Regions from separate parts of the Oryctolagus cuniculus genome. Here region 2 is linked to region 1. A link is a contact called in public Micro-C data. All regions are on one chromosome and are shown on one strand. The core of a region is the stretch at or near the end of the contact, and the rest is flanking DNA. Distances in the headings are between cores, read along the strand shown.

Region 1 (4,103 bases), core at 584-3,083:
GAGAGAGAGAGAGAATGAATCTGGCTTTCCTGCTGGGATTTCCAAGGAAGAAAAGAAAAGAAAGAGAGTTCATGAGTTTATAAAGTGAATATTTGCAAAGCTGCTTCCAAAGCTCTCAAGAAAATAGAATTAATGCACATTATCTTTTTTTTTTTTTTTTTTTTGGACAGGCAGAGTGGACAGTGAGAGAGAGAGACAGAGGGACAGGTCTTCCTTTGCCATTGGTTCACCCTCCAATGGCCGCCGCAGCCAGCGCGCTGCAGCCGGCACACCACGCTGATCCGATGGCAGGAGCCAGGTACCTATCCTGGTCTCCCATGGGGTGCAGGGCCCAAGCACTTGGGTCATCCTCCACTGCACTCCCTGGCCACAGCAGAGAGCTGGCCTAGAACAGGGGCAACCGGGACAGAATCCGGCGCCCCGACCAGGACTAGAACCCGGTGTGCTGGTGCCGCAAGGCAGAGGATTAGCCTAGTGAGCCGTGGCGCCAGCCAATGCACATTATCTTAAAAAAATTTTTTACTTATTTCAAAAGTCAGAGTTAGAAGGAGAGGCAGAGAGAGAGAGAGAGAGAGAGAAAGAGAGAGAGAGATTCAACTGCTGGTTCGTCCCCAGATGGCCATAATAGCTGGGGCTGGGCCAAGCTGAAGCCAGGAGCCAAGAGCCAGGAGCCAGGAGCTAGGAGCCAGGAGCTTCTTCCAGGTCTCCCACATAGGTGCAGGGGCCCAAACACTCAGGCCATCCTCTGCTGCTTTCCCAGGTGCATTAGCAGGGAGCTGGATCGGAAGTGGAGCACCCAGTCCTTGAACCAGCATCCACATGGGTTACCAGCATCACTGGCGGTGGCTTCATCTGCTGGACCACAGTGGCGGCCCTGTACATTATCTTTTAAAGAAAAGTTCCACAAGCTTTCTGGAGCCCCCGCAAGAACTGTTGTGTGCTTTATATGACTGTATTGTGCTTCATCCTCACAAGAATGACAGGATGTGGTGTATTCTCCAGATGGCTTATTCTGAAGATGGGGAAACTGAGACATCAAGAGGTTTTTAAAAATGGGGGCAGTGTGTGTGGTGCAGCAGCTGAGTTGCACCACAGCTCACTGGATACCGTATCCAGTGCCTGGGCTGCTCTCCTCAGCTTCCTGGCAGGCAGCAGGTGAGGACGGCTCAGGTAGCTGGGTCCCTGATCCTACATGGGGAGACTCATGTGTTCCGGGCTCCTGGCTTCGGCTTGCTCCAACCCTGGCTGTTGTAGGCATTTAGGGAATAAACCAGCAGATGGAAGGTCTCTCTTTTTGTCTCTGTACCTCTGCCTTTCAAATAAAAATAACTAAGTTAAGAAATATTTATTTACTTATTTTTACAAATTGCTAAAGGTCACAGAGCTGGTAGAACCGGGATTTGAACTCATCTGCTTGGACCCCAATCTCAGATGTGCCTCTCCTCATACTGTCTCTCCTCTGCCTTCTTCCATAGCAGTGGAGGAGACACAAGGCTGAGAGCCTCATCTGGGAGTTCTGAGGCTTAACAGCCCCATGATCCTCACATCTGTAGGACTATTTTTCATTGCCAAGGCCCTTTCACCCATATCGGCACATGCCAGATTTCACTTGGCAGGAGAAGGAACTAGAGGGGATGACATTGTGGCACAGCAGGTTAAGCCACTGCTTGCGATGTTGGCATCCATATGGGAGTGCCAGTTCATGTCCCAACTACACTGCTGCCAATCCAGCTGTCTTCTAAGGCACCAGGGAAGACAACAGAGAAAGGCCCAGGTGCTTGGGTCCCTGCATCCACATGGGAGACCCGGATGGAGTTCCTGGCTCCCTGCCCCAGCCCCAATTGTTGCAGCTATTTGGGGAGTGGACCAGCAGATGGAAGATCTCTTTGTCTTGGTCTTCTCTCTCTCTCTGTCTGACACTCTGACTTTCAAATAAATAAACAAGAAATTAATATTTTAAGAAGAAAGGAGGAAGAAGAAAAGGAAGAGAAGAAATTGGAGTTAAGCTCCCCACCCCACCATGTGACAGCAGCTGTGGAGCACGGGGATTTCCAGCAGTCTTGTGGTTCCTGGCCCAGAGCTGACTTTGCTGTGTGTTATGGGTCTCCCGGCTGGAGGAGGCAAAGGGGGAAGGCGGGATGCCGGGGGACTCCTACATCGTCAGAGGCAACTGACAGAGTGTTGGAGACCACGTTACTGCCAAAGCAGGGCAGCCAGCTGTGTAGGGGGTTAGAAAGCCCAGGTGCAGCCCTGCGGTGGCCTCCTTACCAGAGCCATCTGTAGCTACTCTGCCAGCCCTGCAAAGGGCACGGGGTGGGGGCAGGGCTCAGGAGTTAGAGGGCAGAACCGGGGTGGGGGGCTGCTCTCTGGGAAGCACAGTGTGGGGAGCCGACCCCACTCTGGCCACAGTGTCCCCATCTCCATAACACTTCCTACAAGTCTCAAAGGGTGGTGCCTGGTCTCGCCACACCCTGTGGGAAGTTTGAAAGGCACACTCAGAGTTCAGCCTGGGCTCAGCTAGTTGACACCTGCAGCCCCTTGGAGAAACCGTCAGCCGCAGAGTGCAGCAGATGGACCCCGTCCGCACCCCAGCCCCATTCCCTTCAAAGCAGGGGGGGCGGGGGCTGCCTTGAGCTGCCTGAGCAGGGACACTAAGCTCTTTGCCCTTCTCCCTTCTAGGACAGGGGCTCAGGTCTGGATCTAGCTTTCTGGTGGGGCAGGTGGGACAGGGAGCTTTCTCCACCTGCTCAGGCCCCTGCCCCTCCTTGGGCAGGGATCCGAGAAGCCTTGCAGATTGGAACCCCAGGCCTCAATGCTTCTTGCCTGGCACCCTTGACTTGACAAGGCCCCGGGCTGCTTTTGCCCTCCAAACACTTCTGTAGCAGACAATGGTGGAGGCTGCCAGGTCCGCGGGAGGGCTGGGGAGGCAGATGCCCCTTCCACTCTCTAGCCCTGTCTCTCCTTCCGCCTGATAGCCAGGCCGCAGGGCAGCTCTGGGGATTCCCACCTCCTCAGCTCAGCCCCTTAGGCTGTCCTCTCACCCATTCTGCCTGGTTAGTCTGTATGACCCATAGAATAAAGCAGAAATGATGGCACAGGGCTTTCAAGATTAGACATGGGGGCAGGCACTTGGTGCTGCGGTTAAGACACTGCTTGAAATGCCTTCCTCCTGTATCAGAGAGCCTGGGTTTGAGTCCAGGCTCCCCTCCCAACTCCAACTTCCTGCTAATGCACACCTTGGGAGGCAACGGATGATGGCTCCAGTACTTGGGTTCCTGCTACCCACATGGGAGACCTGGATTGAGTTCCAGACTCCTGAGTGTTGTGGGCATTTGGAAAGTGAACCAGAGGACAGTAGATCTCTCTTCCTATCTCTGTCTCTTAAATATAAATAAATAAATAGATTTAGGCTATAAAGACATGGTGGCTTTTGTCTTGTCCACTCTGTCCCTCTGGGAGAAGCCAGTTGCCATGGTAAAGTCCACAGGGAGGAATGAAGAAGCCCTCTAGCCCACAGCCTTTTTTTTTTTTTAAATATTTGTTTGTTTGTTTTAAAAGAGTTACAGAGACAGAGGGATCCGTCCACTGGTTCACTCCTCAGATGGCCTCAATGGCCACTGCTGGACCAGGCCAAAGCCAGGAGCCAGGCCTCGTCCCTCTATGGGATTCTGGCATTGCAGGTGGCAGCTTTACCACTACACCACACTGCTGGCCTCCAGAGTGAACCTTCTGAGAGGCAGCTCTCCAGCCTCAGACCAGCCTTCAGAAGACATCAGCCCTGGCCTACTTCCTAGCAGCAAGAGTAGGGGAGACTCTGCACCACACTGTCTCAGCCAGACTGCTCCCGACTTCCGACCATGTGAGAGAACGTGAGGGTACTTTAACAAGTTCAGTGAAAAGAAGAACTAGAACGCAAGTTTATTTTGATGCCCCAAAATGTTGAAATCCATGCATAATTTATTTATTTATTATTATTTTTTTGACAGGCAGAGTGGACAGTGAGAGAGAGAGACAGAGAGGAAGGTCTTCCTTTTTCCGTTGGTTTACCCCCCAGTGGCCACTGCGGCCAGCGCACCGTGCTGATCCGAAGAAGCCAGGAGCCA
Region 2 (4,103 bases), core at 706-3,205, 150 kb after region 1:
GCCCCGCGTGGCGCGCCTGCTGTGCTTGTGCGTGTGGGTGCTCATCCTGGTGTTCGCCGTGCCCGCCGCCCGCGTGCACAGGCCTTCGCGCTGCACCTACCAGGGCCACGAGGTGCGCCTGTGCTTCGAGAGCTTCAGCGACGAGCTGTGGAAAGGCAGGCTGCTGCCGCTCGTGCTGCTGGCCGAGGCGCTGGGCTTCGGGCTGCCGCTCGTGGCCGTGGCGTGCTCGTCGGGCCGGGTCTTTTGCACGCTGGCGCGGCCCGACTCCACGCACAGCCAGCGGCGACGGAAGACCGTGCGCCTCCTGCTGGCCAACCTCGTCATCTTCCTGCTGTGCTTCGTGCCCTACAACACCACGCTGGCCGTCTACGGGCTGTTGCGGAGCCACCTGGTGGTGGCCAGCCAGGCGGCCCGCGATCAGGTGCGCGGGGTGCTCATGGTGATGGTGCTGCTGGCCGGCGCCAACTGCGTGCTGGACCCGCTGGTGTACTACTTCAGCGCCGAGGGTTTTCGCAACACCCTGCGCGGCCTGCGCACTCAGCGCGGTGCCAGGACCTTGGCCACCAACGGGGATCGAGGGGCGCTCGCTGAACGGCCTTCAGAGATCCACATCACCAGGCTGGATACCACCAGTCAGGGGCTTCTCCAGCCGTCCGGCCCCGGGGCGCCCCTCACCCAGTGTCCCCAGGATTCAGCCCTCTGAAAGGACAATGCATCTTAATGCACGCCGCCCGGCCCCCAGAGCCCTGGGTGCAGGCTGGCAGTCTGTGCACGTGGACCTGGCACTTGGACTTCCGGGTCCCAACGTCAGCTCTGGAATGCAGAAACACGTTGGTGTGGAAGCTCAAGGGTCCCAGGAAAGGAAGAGTGCTGCTGGGGATGGCTTCTTTCAGCAGGGGTACAGCTGAGGACCCCTTCTCCCATTGGAGGGAAACATAACCTTGAGCCAGGCACTGGCTAAGAGCTGGCAGGCAGGACAGAAAATGGGGACCTCAGAGTTGGATGGCTGGAGGGTCTGAGAGCTGAAGGGCCTCCGGGCTTTGGCACCAAGCTCCCGAGAGGTTCTTTCCTTTGCTCCGGGCCAACCCGAGGGCCAGCGTGGCCACCTGCTCTCCTTTCCACCTAGGCTTCCTGTGCTCAGCGTTGAGCAACACACCAGGGTTTGTTTATTCGACGTGGACAGGATCGTGTTCCCTCTTTCTTAGGGACTTGTAACAATTTAGGCCTGACACCCTACACGGGGACTTGGGCCAGAGCTCCCCCCCAAATCCTAGTCCCTGCTCCCTCTTCTAGGTCGTCCATTCTGGCACCACCACCCTTTCAGGGCGTCTCAACTCTGGGTTCTTAATTTTCTCTCTCTTCTTCTCCACCTGCTTTGTCCAGAGTAAGGAGAAATTTTTTTGTACTAAAGCATCAGAACTCAAAATTTTTAGTCTCAGACCCTTTTCACCGTCTTAAAACTGAGAATCCCAGATAGCTTTCGCTTATTCTTTGTTCTTTGAGTACTTAGCCATATTAGATGTGAAACAGGTACTTGGAACACAGAAATACACAAACGCACGTTCCAATAACTGTGAGAGCGACAGTGCCATCGCACCTCGTGAGGCCTCTGGAGGCTCCACTTGTGAGGAGTGAGGATGAAGGCACACGTGATCTGGTGACCTCAGGGGCTTCATCAAAGAGTTGGTCTCTGGATTATGCTTTGAGAACCGCTTGCCTTAGTGTTCGAGTTCATGTCCAACTTCTCCCAGGCCATCGCAGACATTTGCAGTCTTCATTTGTGCGGGCAGAGGGCAGTGCTCAGCAAAGTATGTGCTAATCAGAGGCCCTAAGGCCTGGGGTTTCCTGAGAGCTGCTGGGGCTGGCACCCCCAGTGGAACACTACCTACGAGCCCTGGGACGGGGTGAAGCTAGGAGGGGAGGGAGGGGGCCTCTCTGCCACAGCCAGGAGACAGCTCACAGGGAAGTAAGGGGGAGACACGACGGGAGCACAGGAACCGCTGGGCTGTTCTTGGCGAGCTGGAGGCAAGGGAACCGGGCCATCTACTGTTTCCTTTTCTCCTCACCCAAGTGGGGCGCTGGGAGGGGCTGTAGAGCTGCTGCTTCGACACCTTCAGATTCTGAGGGTGGCGAGGGCACTTGTTGCTGCACACCGGTCCTGTATGCATTTCTGTTCCTGTCTCTCAATGCTGTGTGCTTCTCCTCTCTGTGTGTTTTAGTTCAGAATAAGCCTTTTGTGTGTGTGTGTGTGTGTGTGTGTGTGTGTGTGTGCACACGCGCGCGCGCGCGCCTGTGTGTTTCTGGGAGTGCCACAGTTGGAGATTTACTGGGGTAAAATGACCCCTGGTGGCCAAACCCAGGAACTGACCCAGATTCCTCAGACGGTAACCTCCCAGCTGGGTCCTTTCTCACCTGGGTGGAAGTTAGACGCCTGAGCCAGGCCCTTAACTCGCCCTGCACTAGAAAGAGGCCTGATGGGTCGCACCTGCTCCATCCTGCTTCATCCTCAGGGGTCAAGACTAGTGCTCTTTCTACCCTGAGAACACCAATAGTTTCAGATCTCATTGTGGTCCCAACTCTCAGCACTTTGCCCTATCCAAACTGAACTGAACACAATTTTCCACAATTACTCGAGTACTCTTATGTGCAGGTTACACGAGTGAATTCCAAAGTAACTCAAACTCACCACATGTGTCACCTTCTAACATACCACGTAATGTACTTATTTATTTATTTCCCCTTTCACAGCTTCTCGCCTGTCTCCTCCCACCCATCTCCCTAGGTAGAATGTGAGCTCCGTGGGGGCAGAATGTTTGTGTTTCGGTTTTCTAATGAGATCCCCTCCCAGACCCCTGCCCCCTAACACCTAGAACAGTGCCTGGCACAGAGGAAGTGCTCAATAAATATTTGTTGCATGAATGGACAGTCATCTCTTGCTGTGAAGTAGTGTGCAATCTAGCAGGGACCACAGAAAAGACAGTGATAACAGTTATGCAAGACAGAAGATGCTGAAGCGCAGGGGAAGGCGCTGGCCCTTAATTTAGAGGACAATGGGCAGCCCCTGAAGGTTCTGGGTAGGCTTTTGCTCACACGGACGCTGCGTGTAGGGAAGCGAGGTGGGCCGGCTTTAAGGAGAAGGGCTGTCCTTGGAGCTCCTGCACCAGCTGGGAGAAGTGTGCCATGGTGGATGGGAGACGCTGATGGGAGTGGCTGCGTCCAGTGTGACATCTCTGGCGTTAAAGCGCTGCTGGGTTGTTACCCACATTCATTTGCAAAGGGTTCCCCTGTGAGAACAGAGAGGCGAGAAGAGGTTGTAGGCAGAGGAGGACTGAACAGAACCCTACAGGGAACAGGCTGGGGAGGGTTAAGATCTGTCGCAGTCATCACTTTCCCAGGGTTCCCCACAATTCCTGAGCGAGCTGTATGAGGGAGGCAAGATGCAGAAAATCCAGGTCCTGGAGCTGCCTCCTGTGAGCTGCGGGAAAACCCAAAGGAGGGGAAGAAGAAACATTTGAGAGGCAGGGCCAGAGTCAGAGGGCTAACAGGATTTTAAAATATGCTCCTGTATGGCAAGACTTCAACGTAATGCGTACGGTGCAAGATCTTATTTAATTACTACACAAACCCTCTGAGTTGGGGACACTGTTCCACCTTGGAGAATCTGAGGTCTTAAGGTCCCCCAGGAGGAAGTGGCTCCCACACTCCCACTCTTTGCCGCCTGCTTTTCCTGGTATTTCTCCCTTCCTCATTCCTGGCTCCATTCTGTACCACCGCTGGTTTCTTCTTTGCCCCTCAGGCAAGGCCACCTCTCCCGACTGCCCGTGTCCCTGTGCTGTATCACCTCTGCCCCCTCTTCCCATGTTCCTAATCCATTTCCCTGCCCTGCCCTTCCCGGGGACACAGGCAGGCTGCACCCCATAGAGGGCTCAGGGAGAAGTAGCCTGTGGGTGGCACACAGGCAGGGGGGCTCAGGCTTCCTTCCAGCACCCCCCCCGAGCTCCCAGGCAGTCCTCCCACTGCCCATCAGCTAAAATGGGGGAGCAGGCTGTCTCCTGGTTCTCTAGTTCCTGGACATCTGTCTCCTTGCAGGATACATCATGCCT

The links. A called contact is a pair of places that touch in the nucleus more often than the background predicts.
Region 2: a Micro-C map of ear pinna shows a contact between it and region 1, with 3 times the contacts expected there. The contact joins two enhancer-like sites. A contact is called at or near these places in 3 of 6 Hi-C or Micro-C datasets (ear pinna, psoas muscle and an unstated tissue).

Annotation. Positions count from the first base shown.
Region 1 is chr9:102,740,133-102,744,235 of mOryCun1.1, forward strand. No RefSeq gene overlaps it. Among named protein-coding and RNA genes, the nearest start is that of CD4, 12 kb to the left of the region's middle. Within about 2 kb of position 1,834, at least 1 of the 8 cell types and tissues checked has an H3K27ac peak or open chromatin away from gene starts, as enhancers often do. A contact at or near this core is called in ear pinna, where this site is marked.
Region 2 is chr9:102,890,581-102,894,683 of mOryCun1.1, forward strand. It overlaps LPAR5 (lysophosphatidic acid receptor 5), which reads left to right. Exons shown (of 2, transcript XM_051850173.2): 2 at 1-2,923. The coding sequence ends at 703. Among named protein-coding and RNA genes, the nearest start is that of CHD4, 9.1 kb to the right of the region's middle. Within about 2 kb of position 1,956, at least 1 of the 8 cell types and tissues checked has an H3K27ac peak or open chromatin away from gene starts, as enhancers often do. A contact at or near this core is called in ear pinna, where this site is marked.